2 separate regions of the Xenopus tropicalis genome follow, and region 1 is linked to region 2. The links are chromatin contacts, called in public Hi-C maps. All regions are on one chromosome and are shown on one strand. Each heading gives the region's core, a stretch centred on a gene start, on an enhancer-like site or on the middle of the called end of the contact. The rest is flanking DNA. Distances are from core to core; before and after follow the strand shown.

The links. Hi-C and Micro-C count contacts between places; a contact is called where the count stands out from the background.
Region 1: a contact with region 2 is called in a Hi-C map of neurula embryo, with 2.2 times the contacts expected there. The contact joins the promoter of jmjd1c here to the enhancer-like site in region 2. A contact is called at or near these places in 2 of 5 Hi-C or Micro-C datasets (brain and neurula embryo).

What each region holds. Positions count from the first base shown.
Region 1 is chr7:18,230,313-18,236,922 of UCB_Xtro_10.0, forward strand. jmjd1c (probable JmjC domain-containing histone demethylation protein 2C) reads right to left here and starts at 5,130. Exons shown (of 26, transcript XM_031905352.1): 1 at 4,747-5,130. The coding sequence starts at 4,920. It overlaps LOC108648145 (a long non-coding RNA gene), which reads left to right and starts at 6,367. Exons shown (of 3, transcript XR_004223632.1): 1 at 6,367-6,496.
Region 2 is chr7:18,148,700-18,154,581 of UCB_Xtro_10.0, forward strand. The region is part of intron 2 of jmjd1c (probable JmjC domain-containing histone demethylation protein 2C); the gene reads right to left. Among named protein-coding and RNA genes, the nearest start is that of jmjd1c, 84 kb to the right of the region's middle. Within about 2 kb of position 3,847, at least 6 of the 11 cell types and tissues checked have an H3K27ac peak or open chromatin away from gene starts, as enhancers often do. A contact at or near this core is called in neurula embryo, where this site is marked.

The sequences.
Region 1 (6,610 bases), core at 3,880-6,379, 83 kb after region 2:
AGAGGAAGGGGATGGGCGCTGGTGCTGACAGCCCTTATACAGTGGGGGGGACAGGGAGAGTGTGTTGTACAGGGTAGGATTACATGGGAATAAGGAATCTGGCCGGGGAATAGAAGGGTTAAAGAGTTCCCATTGCTGGTGTGTAATAGAGAACTTCCCCTTGGTACAGCAGAGAAAGTTGAATAATCGCAGGCATTAATCATGTACTTTGATTTAAGGCTGTGTTTCCTGCGTGCGCTCGGGCTGCCAGCCCCTACACATGTCGCTCTGTACTCAGGCTTACAGTGTACCCCTGCACGGAATGCACCCCAATATGCATACACTCAGGCTGCCAGCCCCTACACATGTCGCTCTGTACTCAGGCTTACAGTGTACCCCTGCACGGAATGCACCCCAATATGCATACACTCAGGCTGCCAGCCCCTACACATGTCGCTCTGTACTCAGGCTTACAGTGTACCCCTGCACGGAATGCACCCCAATATGCATACACTCAGGCTGCCAGCCCCTACACATGTCGCTCTGTACTCAGGCTCACAGTGTACCCCTGCACGGAATGCACCCCAATATGCATACACTCAGGCTGCCAGCCCCTACACATGTCACTCTGTACTCAGGCTCACAGTGTACCCCTGCACGGAATGCACCCCAATATGCATACACTCAGGCTGCCAGCCCCTACACATGTCGCTTTGTACTCAGGCTTACAGTGTACCCCTGCATGGAATGCACCCCAATATGCATACGCTCGGGCTGCCAGCCCCTACACATGTCGCTCTGTACTCAGGCTCACAGTGTACCCCTGCACAGAATGCACCCCAATATGCATACACTCAGGCTGCCAGCCCCTACACATGTCGCTTTGTACTCAGCCCTCAGGCTTACAGTGTACCCCTGCATGGAATGCACCCCAATAGCCATAAGCATGCACCCTATTGCCCAGCAGCCCCCCTCCCACAATATCCTGCAAGGCAAACACTGAACCCAGACTCACAAATTACTGCTGTTTGGCCTCGGCCATCAGACCCCATATAAACAAATTCCAACCCATTCAGGATGTTATTATATATCCCCAACACCAACACTTTCTTCTTCATCTACAGTGATCCCCAAAATATTGTGCAGCCCAGAAGCCAAAGCAAGAAGCAATATCTGTGTCTGAATTTATCAATGTAGCACTACAGATGTCTCGCTGCACATACAGTACTGTGTGTCTCACTGTCAACTCTCCTGAATAGCTGTCAGCTGACCAACTGCCTGCTAATGTACCCCACTGTCAGCTCCCCTACTATGTACCCCACTGTCAGCTGCCCTACTATGTACCCCACTGTCAGCTCCCCTACTATGTACCCTACTGTCATCTCCCCTACTATGTACCCCATTGTCAGCTCCCCTACTATGTACCCCACTGTCAGTTCCCCTACTGCCTGCTTATATGAACCCCACTGTCAGCTGCCCTACTGCCTGCTACTGTGTACCCCACTGTCAGGTGCCCTACTGCCTGCTACTGTGTACCCCACTGTCAGCTGCCCTACTGCTTGCTACAATGTACCCCACTGTCAGCTGCCCTACTGCCTGCTACTGTGTACCCCACTGTCAGCTGCCCTACTGCCTGCTACTGTGTACCCCACTGTCAGCTGCCCTACTGCCTGCTACTGTGTACCCCACTGTCAGCTGCCCTACTGCCTGCTACTGTGTACCCCACTGTCAGCTGCCCTACTGCCTGCTACGGTGTACCCCACTGTCAGCTGCCCTACGGCCTGCTACTGTGTACCCCACTGTCAGGTGCCCTACTGCCTGCTACTGTGTACCCCACTGTCAGGTGCCCTACTGCCTGCTACAATGTACCCCACTGTCAGCTGTCCTACTGCTTGCTACAATGTACCCCACTGTCAGCTGCCCTACTGCCTGCTACTGTGTACCCCACTGTCAGCTGCCTTACTGCCTGCTACTGTGTACCCCACTGTCAGCTGCCCTACGGCCTGCTACTGTGTACCCCACTGTCAGGTGCCCTACTGCCTGCTACTGTGTACCCCACTGTCAGCTGCCCTACTGCTTGCTACAATGTACCCCACTGTCAGCTGTCCTACTGCCTGCTGCTATGAACCCCACTATTAGCTGCCCTTCTACATGCTACTATGTACCCTAATGGCAAATGCCCTCCTACCTTCTGCTAGGTACCCCACTGACAGATGCCCTGCAGCATGCTACTATATACCCTACTGTCTGCTGCTAGGTACCCCACTGACAGCTGTCCAATTGCATGCTGCTGTAAGCCCTACTGACAGCTGCCCTATTGCATTCTACTGTATACGCAACTGTCGACTGCCCTACTGCACACTAATATGTGCCCCACTTTCAGCTTCCCTACTGTGTGCTGCTATGTACAGGACAGCTGTCCTACTGCATGCACAGCAGGCCCCAGAATATTTTGTTGCATGGAAGCCAAAACAAACCTTAGGATCCCATGACCCCCCCCCCCCCCCAAGGTGTCCTGTTTCACATACCATACAAAACACCCATAAACATCTATGTACCAACAGTTACCTTGTCCCTACCAACCACTCATACACTTTTACATGTGCAGATACCGGATCAGTTGTCTACAAGTACTTTGCCCTATTTACCTCTACAACAGACCATTCCACATGTTACCAATGTGGTCCCCTTTATTCTGTTTCAATATTCTAACCACTGATATACAGCAAGAACTGGGAATAAATGTCATGAAATATGGGGGGAGATCAGACAGGAAGAATCTAACAAAGCGCAGGCAAGTGGCAAACGGGACTCACCGCCTCCTCTCCACAAAATAAATATCACATGCCCTTCGTGCAAGCACACTAACGGGTAGAGCAGGGTCCCAACACCAAAATCACTCTCACTGAATCTAAAAATGCTATCACAAAGCATATATGTGCATTGGCACTAGCAGGAAGGGTCAGTAGATCTGGGGGCACAGGGAATGGCGGTGAATGGGGTTAATCCTTTCCAACAACAATGGGAGAGCTGATCCCTAGAATTTACCCCACACAATGACAAAGGCAGAGGTTGCAAATAACTTTGGTGAATGGAGGGTACTACTGATGTTGCTTACTAATGACCCCGGGGGGGGGGGTGATAACTAGAACTAACCCCCCATAATGACTTTAGAAGGAAGAGAAAATTAGCACAGGTCCCAATTAAAAACATAGGGAGTATGGCACATTCCACTAAGCAACATAGGGAGATGTTGCAAATAACGCTATCTTACAGGACTAGCCCATCACCGTGCCACAGGTAGATAGGACTAGCCCATCACTGTGCCACAGAGAGAGAGGTGCTAAATAGTGACAAAGGAATTGATAACATTGGGAGGTATGGAAAATAGCACTAGTAGTTCCATTTAATAATATAGAGAGGTGGCAAATAAGATTAGCCCTACAGTGCCACAGGAATGTAGCACTAGCCCTACTCAGTAACATATGGAGACATGGTAAATGGCACAAGTCCCACTTAAAAACATAAGGTGGCAAATAACCCTAGCCCAGTGCCACAGAGAGAGAGAGGTGGTAAACAGCACTAGCCCCAGTCAGCAGAGAGGTGATAAATTGCACGTGTCCTCTCAATAACATAAAAAAGGTAGTCACTAGCCTTTTGTGGCACAGTAGGGAGTCACTAGCCCCAGGCACTGACACAAGGAGGGGTTATTAATAGCCCCACTCAGAGGCACAGGCAGTGGTGATTACTAGTGTCACTCACTGACACGGGCAGAGGTCACCAGTAGCGGTATGGGGGGAGGGGGTGACCCCCTAGTCCCAACCATTGGCACAGGGACAGGTGATAATTATTATGATTCTGTGGCCACTCAGGGCAAGACAATCACTAGCCCCACTCATTGGCAAGGGGAGAGCTGATCACTAGCCCCATTGTGTCAGGAAAAACAGTGATCATCAGCCCAATGGAAAGTGACAACAAGCCCCACTCAGTGACAACAGCAGATCACTAACCCTACCGTGACCCGGGGGAGATGTCACTAGCCCCTCTCAGTGACACAGGGAGAAGTGATGAGTAGCCCCACTAGCCCCAAGGTTGCAATCACTAGCCCCAATGAGAGGCAACTATCCCTAAACCACTGGCACAGAGACAAGTGATCAATATTGCCCTCAGTATAGGGGATCACTAGCCCTATTCATGGAGAGGTGATCACTAGCCCCTCTTGGCAACACAGGGAAAAGGGGGGGGGGGCAGTTGATCCACTCAGCACAACAGGGATTAATAATCAATAGCCCTCTCTGTGACAGGGGGGTATTACTATCCCTATTCAGTGACTAAAGGTAAGGGGCAGGTTAGTCCCCTACAGGGGGTTTACTGATATTTGCCTGGGTATCTCCTTGGCTGTTAGAGGATTCTGGGAGTTGTAGTACGAGCTGGTAGCCCCAGTGGGTCCCTGCAGAGCCAGGCACAGACAAGCTATTCCAGTGGAGCCAGGCACCCTGCTCAGTGTAACAATCACACCCACACACCTACCTGCAAGCCCCGGCTATTGGGTACCTACAACTCCCTGCTCCCCTCCAACCCCCAGCTGGAAGTTGTGCTGTAACGCCGAGAGGCTGCCCAATGAGCCAGGGAGCCGTACCCATGCTATTATACAGCCCTGCATAGGGGATCCCTCCGTCTCTGCCAGTCCTTGCCCCGCAGAGCTGACAATCTACCTGACGCACAGCCACGTCCCCCAGCAGCGCCCGGTCTGCCCGCACATCTTACCGCCAGTTCTGGGTTGTCGCTGTCCCTGTGAGACACCGCTCGTATAACCCCGGCTCTCCAGCCCCAGCGACCAATCTGCCCGATCTCCCCGATCTCCGGCGGCTCCTCTCCTCCTCCAAGGACCAAGCAGACGAAGCGTTTCCCTACGAGCTCCGGCCGCACTCCCAGCGCCATGACAATAACACACAGCCCCGGTCAGAGCCCTCTCTCTCCGTTATGAGCGGCGGCGGCGGCACATGCTGAGAGTCCCCGGCTCCTTCCAGAGAAGTGTGTGCCGGCTCCTCCAGCCGCCGCGTCCCCCTAGCAGCCTCAGGCACTCAGAGCTGACACAGAGCAGCGTGAACCGCTCCGCCGCCCCCTGTCAGATGCTACGAGGACGACTAGTGGCGGCAGCAGACGGTGTCCTTCCGCCAGACTGGGCTCAAAAAAGTACCCCTGAACCTGAGGAAATCTGAGAGGTACAACCACTAAATAGCTACTCACTATTCACATAAGTAACAGCAACTGTAACAGTAAGTCATACTTACTGTATATTACTGGTAGTAAATTATTGCAAGATACAAATAAATGAAAAATAACAGTATAATAATATTGACATAGCAGATAAGGTTGAAAAATGACTGACTTGCCAAATGTCTTATTGTTTTCTTCTTCTTATAGCACAAATAATAATAATGACTTTTTCAAAAATGACATACAACTCCCGGCGCCCTCTGACACCTACAGTATCTATCAGATGGTCCTACTGCTTTTCCAGGACTCCATAACCAATAACTATAACAGCAACTTACTGTTTATTACTGGTAGTAAATTATTGCAAGATACAAATAAATGAATAATAACAGTATAATAATATTGACATAGCAGATAAGGTTGAAAAATGACTGACTTGCCAAATGTCTTATTGTTTTCTTCTTCTTATAGCACAAATAATAATAATGACTTTTTCAAAAATGACATACAACTCCCGGCACCCTCTGACACCCACAGTATCTATCAGATGGTCCTACTGCTTCTCCAGGACTCCATAACCAATTGTAAGATACAAATAAATGAAAAATAACAGTATAATAATATTGACATAACAGATAAGGCTGAAAAATGACTGAAAAATTTCTTATTTTTTTCTTCTTCTTATAGCACAAATAATAATAATGACTTTTTCAAAAATGACATACAACTCCCGGCACCTTCTGACACCCACAGTATCTATCAGATGGTCCTACTGCTTTTCCAGGACTCCATAACCAATAACTATAACAGCAACTTACTGTTTATTACTGGTAGTAAATTATTGCAAGATACAAATACATGAATAATAACAGTATAATAATATTGACATAGCAGATAAGGTTGAAAAATGACTGAAACATTTCTTATTTTTTTCTTCTTCTTATAGCATAAATAATAATAATGACTTTTTCAGAATTGACATACAACTCCCGGCGCCCTCTGACACCCACAGTATCTATCAGATGGTCCTACTGCTTTTCCAGGACTCCAAAACCAATTGTAAGATACAAATAAATGAATAATAACAGTATAATAATATTGACATAGCAGATAAGGTTGAAAAATGACTGAAAATTTTCTTTTTTTTTCTTCTTCTTATAGCACAAATAATAATAATGACTTTATCAGAATTGACATGCAACTCCCAGCACCATCTGACACCCAAAGCATCTCTGTCAGATGGTCCTACTGCTTCTCCAGGACTCCATAACCAATAACTATAACAGCAACTGTAACAGTAAGTCATACTTCCTGTTTATTACTGGTAGTAAATTGTTGTAAGATACAAATAAATGAATAATAACAGTATAATAATATTGACATAGCAGATAAGGTTGAAAAATGACTGAAA
Region 2 (5,882 bases), core at 2,597-5,096:
GTATGGGTTTCCATTTAGAAGATAAAAAACAGAACCGCCTTTTACATTCTGCATTAAATTCTGTAAAAACTGTAAACGCGCATTGTGGTTTATCTTTTAGCTGGCTATGCCCTCCCCTTTAGCTATTAGGTCATGTCTGTGAGGTCTAAAACAAAATATACTGTAGGAGAGTGAGAACAGTGTGCGGCACTGACATGATGAGACTGTACTGCCTTATGTCAGCTGCTCTACATGAGTGTTATTGTAGGAGTTCCTTGCACAAACACAGCTGCTGCTAGGGTGGAGGAGGGAAAGCAGCTAGCCACAACTGATAGCCAGGTCGGCCATTAGCGTAAACACTGGGACATCCCATTAAACAATAAGCACTACCTCATATAATCACATGCCAGCGGCATTCCAAATTACCGGCCTTCCCTCCGACTGTGCGTTACATGTTCATAAACTTTTTATTGCACTTCAGTGTATAAAATACAAATGATTGCGACAGACTAATTTCTCGAACTGGTAATTTGGAAGGTTAAACCATGATAGGGCTATGGCAGGTCATGCTGTGGGCGGATCTATGGCTTTTCATTCGCTTCAAAAGTACAGATAGAATTAGACATTTACTATGGAATAAATCTGAGAAATGTAACCTTTATAAAGGAAAAGTTCATGTAAAAATTAACTTGACAGGTCACGACAAGTAAGACTTGTATCCCAGGGTATCCCAGGCAAAACAGATGGATACTGTACGACCGGCCATGTACTTGGGTGGCCATGTTCTGATCTGTTTGTTCACAGTCCAAACCATCAGAACTGCAGGAAGCCAAGTCTATTACCTTATGCTAATGCCCCAGGTACCCTCCTAGGTAGGAAATACTATTTTTAGTTTGGGAAGAATATCTACAGTCTGATAATACTACAGGGCTGTCTGCCTAACCCAATCCCTAAGCTGAGATACAGGCCTGGATAGTGGGCAGGTGCTTGTGTGCCATGAACCTTAAGGTGGCCATACATTATAGGATTCCCCCGCATAAGGCCTAGGGCCAAGCAATCAAAATACAAGATGGTGACAGGAGTGGTTGGAGTAAGGACTACATCAATGAGCTGATGCGGTCCCCGATCCGGCTAAAAAAATCAATCCCGTCACATCAACACCTGGACGATTTTTGGTTAGGGCCGTCAGGGATCCCAGTACAGATAAGCTGCTGAATTGGTCTAAAGGACCCAAATCAACAGCTTAAATCTGAATAGTGTGTTTGAGAGACGAGTTCAGGACTATAGGAGTCCTACTGGTGACCCATAAGCCAGCATTAAACAGACCTGGACATACTGATGAAATGTAACTGACAACAGTATTTTTTGTACTGAGAGTAAAGCCTAATAATAAGAGGGGGTATTGGAAAGTGAGTGAGGGCTAAGCTATATTAGGAGGCTTGGGGACATAGCTATTAGCACCATTAACACCTCCACATACATGGAACACTTCTGTTCTTCCATTTTCTTAGGGGAAACGTAAATAAGTTATAGTACCAAGGGGCAGGGCCAAGATGGCGGACAAAGATCTGAATAGATACAGGGCTTATGGGAACCTTACTGGACATTCATATGAATGTCATGAAGCATCACAACACAATGGAACTGCAGTATGAAAGAACATGGCTGTGTTTTTGGAAATCACCCGCTTAAAATGCATATATTGTATCGCGCTCCGGCGGGGAAACGTGCGCCTGAGAGATTCACATCTGCCGCGTCCTTATCCCTGTAACCGTATCCACATGATCCAAACAGGGATCTCAGTAATTGAGCTGCCAAGCGGCAGTTTCCTAATGAACAAATGTACTGTGGGGCTCAATAAGAAAGCGGCAATTAGTATTTTGTCCCCGTTGCTCATTTCCATTCGGTCTTTGCCTTCCTTGTCAAGTCGCACCGCATCTTGCTCTTTTCCATTATTCCAGCCTCTTGTGGGGGTGAAAATGTACAGCCTGTTCTTAGCCGATATTTTATGAAAGAGCCATTAAACTCGGTCCTCGGGGAATTTTTATATTGCGAGCGGCGCTGGCTGGCGAATACTGAGCAGCTAGCAAATGAATGCGAGTCAGAGAGACAAGTTAGCGGGGCTAACCTCAACCTCGCTCTAGAAGGCCATCTGCATTCATCAAATTCATAGTTTCATTGCGCGTTAGCAGACAGGCGCATATTATCCATCCCAACATAACCTAGCATTAGCGATATCTAATATACACACGGGGGAAGAACACAAACGCCATTTCCCAGAGTAATGCTGGAAACCCAGATTGCATCTATAGGGACAGATTAGGAGGTGGCTACATGTTTACTTTGTTTATAGGCCTTTAACAGCTTTATGTCTTAGAAATTCCATTATTTAGTATTACTATGTCCCTAGACCCTGGGCCGTATTTATCATGTAGGCCCAGGGCGCACATGGTGGATTCTCAGTCTGCAGATAAACGCGGGCCCATGCAATTGTTCCGGGGGCAGGCAAGGAAGAAGGCCAATGCCAGCGTAGGGGCAGATTCTCAGTAGGGTTGCCACCTGTCTGGTTTTGAACCGGACAGCCCAGTTTTCAAAGGGCTTTCCGAGTCAAAACTGCCTGCTCAGTTTTCCAAATTAGGCAGTGCCAGTAGGGCAATATTTACATTATAGGCACTTGAGGGCCTGTACCTTGCGGGGCAGCCTTAGGGGGGTGAGAATCTCCCTAGCTGAGGTCCTTGGCTGGACCTAAATACAGCACTGTCTGTACCTTTAAGTTTTTTCCCGGTGCCCCAGCCGCCCAGTCCGAAGACACATGGAGCTACTAATAGCAGCTACATGTCGTGGCTACTAAAATAGACAATGCTGATCATTTACTGATAATTGTCTCTACGTGTGTTTTAGCAGAGGCAATTCTCAGTATTCTCTATGGCAGGGTATTTTCTGACGTTTAGTAGCCGTGACAAATAGCTGCTACTAAATAGCTCCGTGTGTCTTCAACCTAAGGGCTCTGGCACACGGAGAGATTAGTTGCCCGCGGCAAATCTCCTGTGTCTCGGGCGACTAATCTCCCCCAAATGCCATCCCACCGGCGAAAATGTAAGTCGCCGGTGGGATGGCACACACTGCGCAAGCGATTTCGGCAAATCGGCGAAGTTGCCTCATGAGGCATTTTCGGCGATTTGCCTAAATCGCGCTGTCGCGTGTGCCATCCCACCGTCGACTTACATTTTCGCCGGTGGGATGGCAACTGATGGCAACTCGGGGAGATTGGTTGCGGGCGACTAATCTCCCCGTGTGCCAGAGCCCTAAAGCAGCCACACACAGGCCAACCAGGTATGCTCTCCAGTTTATTTGTATGATATTACTGGTACTTGTATGTCTTTACTTGATTAAATTCCCCCCCATGACAAGAAATTAAAGCTAGAACTGCCAGTCTAGTAACCATAGCACCCAATCAGCAGTCAGTTTTAACTAGTCCATTGCAGTTCGTATGTTGAAAGAGGGGGCCCTCGGCACGTGGCACAACAATAATGACAGACATTACTGACAATTAAAGATAATTAGATTTTGAACTTCAGCAAAGTAGAAAATTGTAAGACAAGCAGATGTTTTTGGCTGCGGGGAGTGAGAAGGGTGAAATAATATTATGACGAAGGGGATGCACAGGAGTGGGAGGTTAAAAATACAGTGCAGGGAATGAAAGATGAGACTGCTCCTCCCCTTAAACTTCATTTAACACTCTCCCTTCTTATCTGCCCAGTTCTAATTATAATCACCTACCCCCACCCCCCACCTTTATGTAAACAGAATGCAGGGAGTATGCGAGGCTGCTCCATGCTGTCTGTACTGGCTAAATAGCTTTTATGGAGGATAAGGGAGAGAAAGGCAAACAGGAAGTGTGCAGCCATCATTTGGGTTTGGGAAAGTGACAGGCGGTGCTGTGGTGTCAACAAAAGCTTTTGTGTGTGTGATACACGAGAAGGAAATGTGCAGCGATCACTTTGCATAGGGACTTGTGCAGATAGGGGAATGGCAACACTGCTTGTGAGCTGCTTGTGCGGGAAGCAAACAGGAAGCGTGCAGCCATCACTTCAGGTCTGGAAAGTGACAGGCTAAGCTATGATGTCAACAAAGCTTTTGTGTGGGATACATGAGACTGAAGGAAATGTGCGGGGATCACCTTGGGTAGGGACATGTGCTGATAGGATAAGGACAACATCGCTTGTGAGTTATGTCTGACAGAGGCAAACAGGAAATCTGCAGCCATCACTGAAAGCTGTGCGACCAAGTTATTCCAGGTCAGACATCTGTTATTCTACATGTTCAGCCGTTGGATAATTATAAAGTAATAATGGCACAGAAAGATGTATCGCAGGCATGCTGGGGTCCACCCACGGCGTCCCTTCTGTAGGCCTCGCGTTGGACAGGCCTGACTTAGGGTGCTTTGGATAGGGACACTCAGAGCTAGGAGCTCAATGCTTTTGTGTTGGAAGCATGAAAACAAAATGTGCAGTGATCACTTTGAATAGGGATAGGTAAAGCTATAATAATGAGAGCAATGTTTCAGAGTTCGTTGTGCGTTAGAGGAGGCAAACAGAAAATGTGCAGTGATCATTTAGGGTTTGGATGGGGACATGCAACGTTACATCAACAAAGCCTTTGTCTAGGATACTGGAAAAAAAGGGAAAAACGCATTGATCATTTAAGGTTTGAACAGTCTCACACAATGATAGAATGTCATCAAAGCTTTTGTGTAGGGTACTGGAACCTATGGCTAATGTGCAGTGATCATTTAGGGTACAGACAGTGACATACAATGATAGAATGTCATTTAGCCTTTTGTGTAGGGTACTGGAACCAATGGCTAATGTGCAGTGATCATTTAGGGTACGGACAGTGACATACAATGACCGAATGTCATTAAGCCTTTTGTGTAGGGTACTGGAACCAATGGCTAATGTGCAGTGATCATTTAGGGTACGGACAGTGACATACAATGACCGAATGTCATTAAGCCTTTTGTGTAGGGTACTGGAACCAATGGCAAATGTCCAGTGATCATTTAGGGTACAGACAGTGACATACAATGATAGAATGTCATGAAGCCTTTTGTGTAGGGTACTGGAACCAATGGCTAATGTCCAGTGATCATTAAGGATCTGGTTACTGCACAGTGCAGAGAGTTGAAGCCCTCTACATACTACTGACTACTATTGAAGTTTTGGTACTGTAACTAAATAGTAGACCACAGACAGCCCATTCCTTTAATAAAGTGGCACGGTATTCCTACTATAGAACTGCCCAAAGATGGGCCAAATCAGCGGGCCAACTGAATCTGAACTCAATCAACATATTCTCAATAACTGTACAACTCCGCAGGAGCATTACCCTGTTATTATCTGTAATCAGTAACCAAAGTACTGAATACTTGGGGTCTAGGGAACATTTCATATCTCTTTAGCATAAATGTAACATAATCTATACTTATTTCATAATTGGACCCCTTATATTATGCATGCATAAAAGGACACCATTTGATGAAGGATATAATTAGGGACCCAATAAAAAACTGCTGCCCTGTGCTATGTGGCAGAGATCATGTATCTTCCTGACCAGCGTAGAGCCTATTCCTAGAAATGACACACCACTACTGCCCGTCGGCATACAGAATGTTCTGCCAGCGCCCACAGAGTTAAATAACTGGCAGCTTTATTAGAGTATTGCTTTTCGTTCTTCCTGCGCCCAATTAGTGATGGGAAAGGCCACTTCTAGACTGTTCATTACCGGAATAGATGAGATCTAAAAGGAAAACATGTTCCTTTGGGCTTATTGTTTGGCAGTAAATGTGCCGGTGGTAGATTTGCCGTGACACATCGGAAAGGGGTAAGTGGATCTCAGTGCTA